2 separate regions of the Capsicum annuum genome follow, and region 2 is linked to region 1. The links are chromatin contacts, called in public Hi-C maps. All regions are on one chromosome and are shown on one strand. Each heading gives the region's core, a stretch centred on a gene start, on an enhancer-like site or on the middle of the called end of the contact. The rest is flanking DNA. Distances are from core to core; before and after follow the strand shown. Region 1 has its middle 7.2 kb from the start of TRNAL-AAG. Region 2 holds the start of LOC107873847.

Region 1 (3,383 bases), core at 436-2,935:
GTGAAGGGATTTAACCAGAAAAAGGAAGTTGATTTTGATGAGATATTTTCTCCGGTTGTGAAGATGTCATTCATTCGTGTGGTTCTAGGTTTAGCCGCAAGTCTAGATTTAGAGGTTGAGCAAATGGATGTTAAAACTATTATTCTCCATGGTGACTTAGATAAAGAAATTTATATGGAGAAGCCCAAAGTTTTTAAAGTCAAGGAAAAAGAGAATTATGTTTGCAAATTGAAGAAGAACTTGTATGGTTTGAAACAAGCTCCTAGGCAGTGGTACAGGAAGTTTGGTTCCTTTATGAGTCAGCAGGGCTTCAAGAAGACTACTTCAGACTATTGTGTTTTTGTGCAAAAATTCTCTAATGGTGACTTTATTATTCTGTTGTTTTATGTTGATGACATGTTTTTTGTTGGTCATAATACTTGCAGGATTCAAAAGTTGAAGCAAGAGTTGAGTAAATCTTTTTCTATGAAAGACTTAGGACCAGCAAAGCAGATTCTTGGCATGCAGATTATCCGTGACAGGAAGGCCAAGAAGTTGTGGTTATCACAAGAGAAGTACATTCAGAAAGTACTTCGAAGGTTCAACATGGATAAGGCTAAGGTCGTCAGTACACCTTTAGCTATGCACTTCAAATTGAGCACGAAACAGTGTCCTTCCAGTGATGATGAGAAGGAAGATATGAAGAAAGTTCCTTATGCTTCAGCCGTTGGTAGTTTGATGTATGCAATGATTTGTACAAGACCGAATATTGCTCATGTTGTTGGTATTGTTAGCCGTTTTCTTTCTAATTCGGGAAGAGAACATTGGAATGCGTTAAAGTGGATTATGAGATATCTTTGTGGCACTTCTAGTCTGAGTTTGTGTTTTGGTACAGGGAATCCTATTCTTTGTGCTTATACTGATACAGACATGGCTGGTGATGTTGATACTGACAAGTCTACTTCAGGGTATTTGGTTACTTTTGCAGGGGGAGCTATGTCTTGGCAATCTAGGTTGCAAAAATGTGTTGCTCTATCTACTGCAGAAGCTGAGTTTATTGCTGTTGTTGAAGCTTGTAAAGAATTGCTTTGGATGAAGAGATTCTTGGGGGAACTTGGTTGTGCTCAAGAGAGGTATGTGCTTTATTGCGACAGTCAAAGTGCCATACATCTTGGCAAGAATTCTACATTTCATGGTCGGTCTAAACACATTGATGTGAGATATCATTGGATTCGGGATGAGTTGGATTCTAAGTTGCTTGAACTTGAGAAGATTCACACGGATGAAAATGGTTCCAACATGATGACTAAAGCTTTGCCAAGAGGAAAGTTTAAATATTGTTGCATGATCGCCGGGATGGCGGTCTCCTCCACATAGTCGAGAGGGGGAGAATTGTTGGGTCATGGGCCTTTGTCCCTTCCTATGTGGATAAAATGTAGCCCAATTTATTGGACCAGCCCACTTTTCCCATAGCCCAATTATATGAGGCATATATATTGACCTTTTCAGGTCTTATTCTGAACATACACAGAAAAATATTCTGCAGCCACACAAAAAAAGGATCAGAGAGTGCAAATTTTCGCCCAGAAAATTCAGCCACAACAGTCATCTTTAAACTGCGATTCCCACTTCGTTTCTTGTCCGATTGAGCTGATTTTTGGAATGCATGTTCCTCTCATCTCGATCTTTGATTAGGAATTAGCAGAGCTTGATTTGGTGGCCTGTAGCTCCTGTTTTTCATCTCTGAACAGCATCTACGTTTTTGGTATTTGTACTCCTTTTACTCTCTTGTTTTGGTGTTGTAGTGTATGTATTGTTGCTTGTTGTTTGGCACTTGTTTTGGTGGCCATTTTGGAGAACAATATTGTAACAATTTGGTTGTGATTATAGTGGAGGTTTTGGTCCCGTAGTTTTTTACTCTTCACACTGAAGGTTTTCCACGTAAATCTTGTGTCTTGTGTGATTGCCTTTATTCTTGTCTTGTTTCGTTTTGGTTGAGTTACCTGCTGCCCCATATCATTATTTTGCTTGGTTTGCTTATCTCTTTTTGGTTCAAGTTAAAAGGAAAAGTTTAATGTTGATATTTTTCGCTGCTACCCTGTCGGGCTCTTTAATTGTGTGTCCGTGTTTCCAAACAAAATTTATCCTGCATGAATCCAATTTATTAGCGATCAATACAAAAATAACGGTTAATGATGATGAGGAGTACTCTTGCATAGTTGATAAAGTGGAAGATGTAATCAGGAGACACGAATTTAAAGTGTGAAAACAATCTCTAACAAATATTATATAATATAAAACTATGTACAGCTTTTTCCTGAACTCCATGCATCATAGCGAGAGTTTTGAAACCCCAAACTGCTATTTAATAACGACGACTAATGATAGAATAAAAGAATCAAGTAGTGGATCGTGCGTTAGACAGGTAGACAAATCTATGTTTCATGCAAATAAAATCTAAAAGAGAAATATAAAAAAGTGGAAGCACTGGGAAGGTCAAAGCAGCTCAAAAAAATTCTGTGTCCACTAATTTGCCTCCTTGTTCCACTACCCAAAATCTCACTTTTCCACCATCTTCACATGTCATTCAGTAATGCTGTCTAATCACTGTAAAACTCTTTTTGCTAGCTCAATAATTAATTGACAGATTTTATTTATAGTATATACTTAACGGTGTAAGTAATTTACCTTTATTGCGATTAATTAGTACTATATGTAGAACTTTTCACTTAATACGTGCAACGAGAGTTACTTGTATTTATTTGGCAAAACTCATACGCAGCCTCTTTAAGTATGCATTATTTTTCACTTAAATATTTTAGGTGGACATTGTTTCATTTTGACACTTCAATTAGGTATAAAGTGTGTCACTTTGGTACCTTTTGTTGAATCAGCAAATTTATATTGTGTGCGTTATTACACGCACCTGATGATGTTGAAAGTGATAAATAATACGCCAACACGTGTCATTTTTTTAAAAAATAATTTTTAAATTATTAATTAATTTTTTTCAAAAAAAAAATCAATAATTACCCTTTTCCCCAATAATTAATTTTAAATAAAAAATACTCAAATAATTTATGAATAATTAATTTAAATAAAAAATACCCCCTTCCCCTAACCTACCCACCCCACCAACCTTCTTCTTCAAACACCCCACCCACCCACCCCATCAGTCCGCCCACCCACCTCCACCCCACCAGTTCACCCATCTCGCCGCCCCTCCAACCCCACCAGTCAATTTTTAATTTTTTTAATTGATTTTATTTGATTTTAATTTTTCTTCATGGATTTAGCTTTATTGTTTAATTTCTTTCATAAATTTTGCTTCGATTTTCGATTTTTCTTCACTGATTTTTCCTGGTTTTATGCGTTGATTTTAATTTTTTTTATTGATTTTGTTT
Region 2 (3,637 bases), core at 587-3,086, 67 kb after region 1:
TTAAGACTAGAAAATGCTTAGAATCTCCTCTCAAAGTCCTTACCCGAGTCTTTACCCCCTCATAAATATCCTTAATTACTTTGATGTACGCCACAGGGACCCCCCTCGCCTTCAAGCATCTCCAAAGAACCTCCTAGAGACCTTGTCATATGCCTTTTCCAAGTAAATAAACACCAAGTGAAGATCCCTCTTCCTCTCTCTCTATATTTCTCTACCAGTCTCCGCACTAGGTGAATTGCCTTCGTCATCGAGCGACCAGGCATAAATTCAAATTGATTCTCCGAAATAGACACAATCTTCCTCAACCTCCGCTCCACTACCCTCTCCCAAATCTTCATCGTGTGACTCAATAACTTAATACACGTGTAGTTATTGCAACTTTGAATGTCACCCTTGTTCTTATATAAAGGAATCATCATGCTTCATCTCCACGCCTTAGGCATCTTTGCGGACTTGAAAATGTCGTTAAACAAGTTGGTCAACCACCTTAACCCTTCCTCGCTAGAAAAATTTCAAAAATCTACCGGAATCTCGTTGGGCCCCGACGCCCTGCCCCTTCGCATCTTGTGAATAGCCTCCCTGACCTCCTCTACCTTAAAACGCCGATAATAGCTAAAATCGCGACACTCCCTGGTGTGCTCCAACTCCCCTAACATAACACCTTTGTCCCCCTCATCATTCAAGAGTCTATGAAAATACGACTGTCATCTATTCTTAATAAGGGCGTCCTCCACCAATACTCTGTCATCCTCCCCCTTAATGCACTTCACTTGATCCAGATTCTGACTCTTCTTTTCCCTAGCCTTGGCAAGCCTAAACAGCCTTTTTACCCCGTCTGTCTCCTCTAACCCCTTATACAAACTCTCAAAAGATATTGTCTTAGCAGCTGGAACTGCTAGCTTAGCCTCCTTTTTAGTAACTTATACCCCTCCCTGCTAATCTGCCTCTCTTCTCTATTCATACTCTCCAGCAACTTAACATAAGTTGTCTTCTTTGTCTCCACCTTCTTCTTAACATCTTCATTCCACCACCAATCCCCCTGATACCGGCCAGACCAGCCCCTCGAGACACTCAACACCTCTCTAGCAGACTCTTTGATGTCACCCGCTGCCCTATCCTACATACTATCCACGTCCCCCCTACACTCCCAAACCCTCATCCCTTCCAACTTCGCCCCTATCTCCAAGGTACTAACTAGAGTCAGGCCACCCCACCTAACTCTAGGTCGACCCTCCCCACCCCATCTCTTCTTGCCCTTTTTGAGAACCAAGTCCATCACCAGAAGCCTATGTTGGGTCGCAAGATTCTCATTCGGAATTACCTTACAATCCTTACACATTGCCTTATCCCCCTTCCTATGCAGCAAAAAGTCGATCTGAGTCTTGGCTAGCCTACTAGGGAAAGTAACCAGATGCTCCTCCTTCTCCGAAAAGCTGAAATTCATTACCACCAACCCAAAGGCCCTCGCAAAATCTAAAAGAGCAGCTCCCTCAACATTCCTATCCCCGAACCCGAAGCCTCCATGCACGTCATCCTAACCCATCGGCAAAGACCCGATGTGCCAATTGAAATCCCCTCCTATGAAAATCTTCTCCGAACTAGGTACGCCTCTTACCGCCTCGTCCAAAACCTCCCAAAATCTCTTCTTCTCCTCCTTGACCAGGCCCGCTTGAGGCACATACGCACTATAGATATTCAAAGTAAACCCCCCAAAGACCAACTTGATAGTCATCACCCTATCACTAACCCTTTTAACCTCCACTACCTGCCCCCTAAGCTCCTTGTCCACTAAGATACCTACGTCTCTCACTACCAGAGTACCACAACTTGTACCCATCTACATCCCTAACCTTAGAATCTACCCACTTGGTCTCCTGAATACACACAATATTGATCCTTCTCTTCCTAAGAATTTTTACCAATTCTATCAACTTACCTTGAAGGGTCCTTATGCTCCACGACCCTACCCTCAACCTATCATCTCTCATATCCCCTCCCTTAAAACTTCGCACTCCGCCTTTCAAACCTAACCCAACACCGGACCCCTACCCCACCCCACCCCACCCCCCGGACATGACCCTACTCCACCATTAGTTACTACTTTTAAGATTTGGACATATCTTACCAAGCCATTCTTTAATCTTACTAGATTAAAACCATTTGTCTTATGCACTTAAAAACTTTTCTTATAAATCTTTTATTGATACACTGTTCTAGATTCAAATCTTTTATTAAATTTTCTCATATTTACCCGGCTAGCCGTCTTTTTTCTCTTCAATAGTTGTCAAGTGCGAATTTGATTAATTTTGATTTTCTTAACTTTTTCAAATAACATTACACATAAGAATTACTTAAATACAAGGATAATAATATGAAAGGAAAATGTAACTGGACTCTCTAAATACTATTTTGACCATTTGAACGTCCTTAATTAGTATATTTCGATGCAAAAAGTATTACGTGTTAGTAAAAGCTAAGAATAATGACCTTAGCTATTGAGGAAAAATAAAATTCTCTTAACTGGAATGCTGGTTCACTCTTCCTATAACAATGAACTGGAGTAATTGCATTGATGATGTCGATGGTATTTTATACTCTCAAAAATAATGCGATATGATAGATGACATTTCTTTTATTATTAAACAGAAGTCGCATTGCATGTTTGAACTTTAATAATGAACAAAATTCTGATTAAAAAAAAATACTTTCTTAATCATATATTCATATTAGTGAGTATATTTTATTTTCTGAAAAGGTCATTGGCTTATTAGGAGTGCAATCGTGTCACCAAATATGTGGAAATCCCCTTGACGTCTCACGAGCCACTGAAGAACCGCAACAAATAAACACTACAATTCTTCGTTAACGACTACAGTTATGTTACCTACGCCTTTCACTATCTATTTTCCCCGTTTAGTCATGAAAATTAATTTTTGAAATTAAAGTTGAAAAATTCATGATCAAGTACAACGTGTTTTTACTAAAGTAAAATAATTTTCTTAAAAATAAAATAAAATATTTCTATGATCAAACGGCTACTTAAAAAGAACAGTCTATTTTTTAAATTTATTTCAAAAAGAATAATTCCTTTTTAGAAAAATACTTTAATTTTTATTCATGTGGTATATTTAATACCATAAATTTAAAAAATATTTTAATATATTTAATATAATTTTAATTTAATATCACAAATTTTAATATATTTTTTTATTTTCTTAAACAACGGTAATATTTTTAGGCGGAGGGCTTAGGTCCTTTAATCCATTTGACTCTCCGAAATGTTGCCCTTTATATTCGTCCCTTACAATAAATAGGCCTTACGCATCGCCACCATTCTCTTCATTCCTTCTCCGCGTTGAGTTATGAGCTCTATATTTCACCCTTTGTTTCTTCCTTAATTACCATTCTACTACTCTGGTTATGATCGCCGGAAAACTCTGTGCCAGCCTAACGGTAGCCGTTCCTCCTCTTCTTTTCCGCCTTTTTCTACTATTCTCTGTATAAATAAACCGATATTTCTATACTGAGATGGCATCTCCGAGAGGTCACCGGAGAGTAATCGAGGAGAAGAACAGGCTTAAGGGAAAGTTGTCGGAGAAATCCATGTCGTTTCAAGGATATATCTCAGGAAGCACTT

What was found. A called contact is a pair of places that touch in the nucleus more often than the background predicts.
Region 2: a Hi-C map of leaf shows a contact between it and region 1, with 3 times the contacts expected there. The contact joins the promoter of LOC107873847 here to the enhancer-like site in region 1. A contact is called at or near these places in 3 of 5 Hi-C or Micro-C datasets (bud, leaf and placenta).

Annotation. Positions count from the first base shown.
Region 1 is chr6:219,717,471-219,720,853 of UCD10Xv1.1, forward strand. No RefSeq gene overlaps it. Among protein-coding and RNA genes, the nearest start is that of TRNAL-AAG, 7.2 kb to the left of the region's middle. Within about 2 kb of position 1,686, at least 1 of the 5 cell types and tissues checked has an H3K27ac peak or open chromatin away from gene starts, as enhancers often do. A contact at or near this core is called in leaf, where this site is marked.
Region 2 is chr6:219,784,435-219,788,071 of UCD10Xv1.1, forward strand. LOC107873847 reads right to left here and starts at 1,837. Exons shown (of 4, transcript XM_016720782.2): 1 at 1,616-1,837; 2 at 1,154-1,534; 3 at 964-1,039. The coding sequence starts at 1,837. LOC107874648 reads left to right here and starts at 3,241. Exons shown (of 2, transcript XM_016721409.2): 1 at 3,241-3,637. The coding sequence starts at 3,529.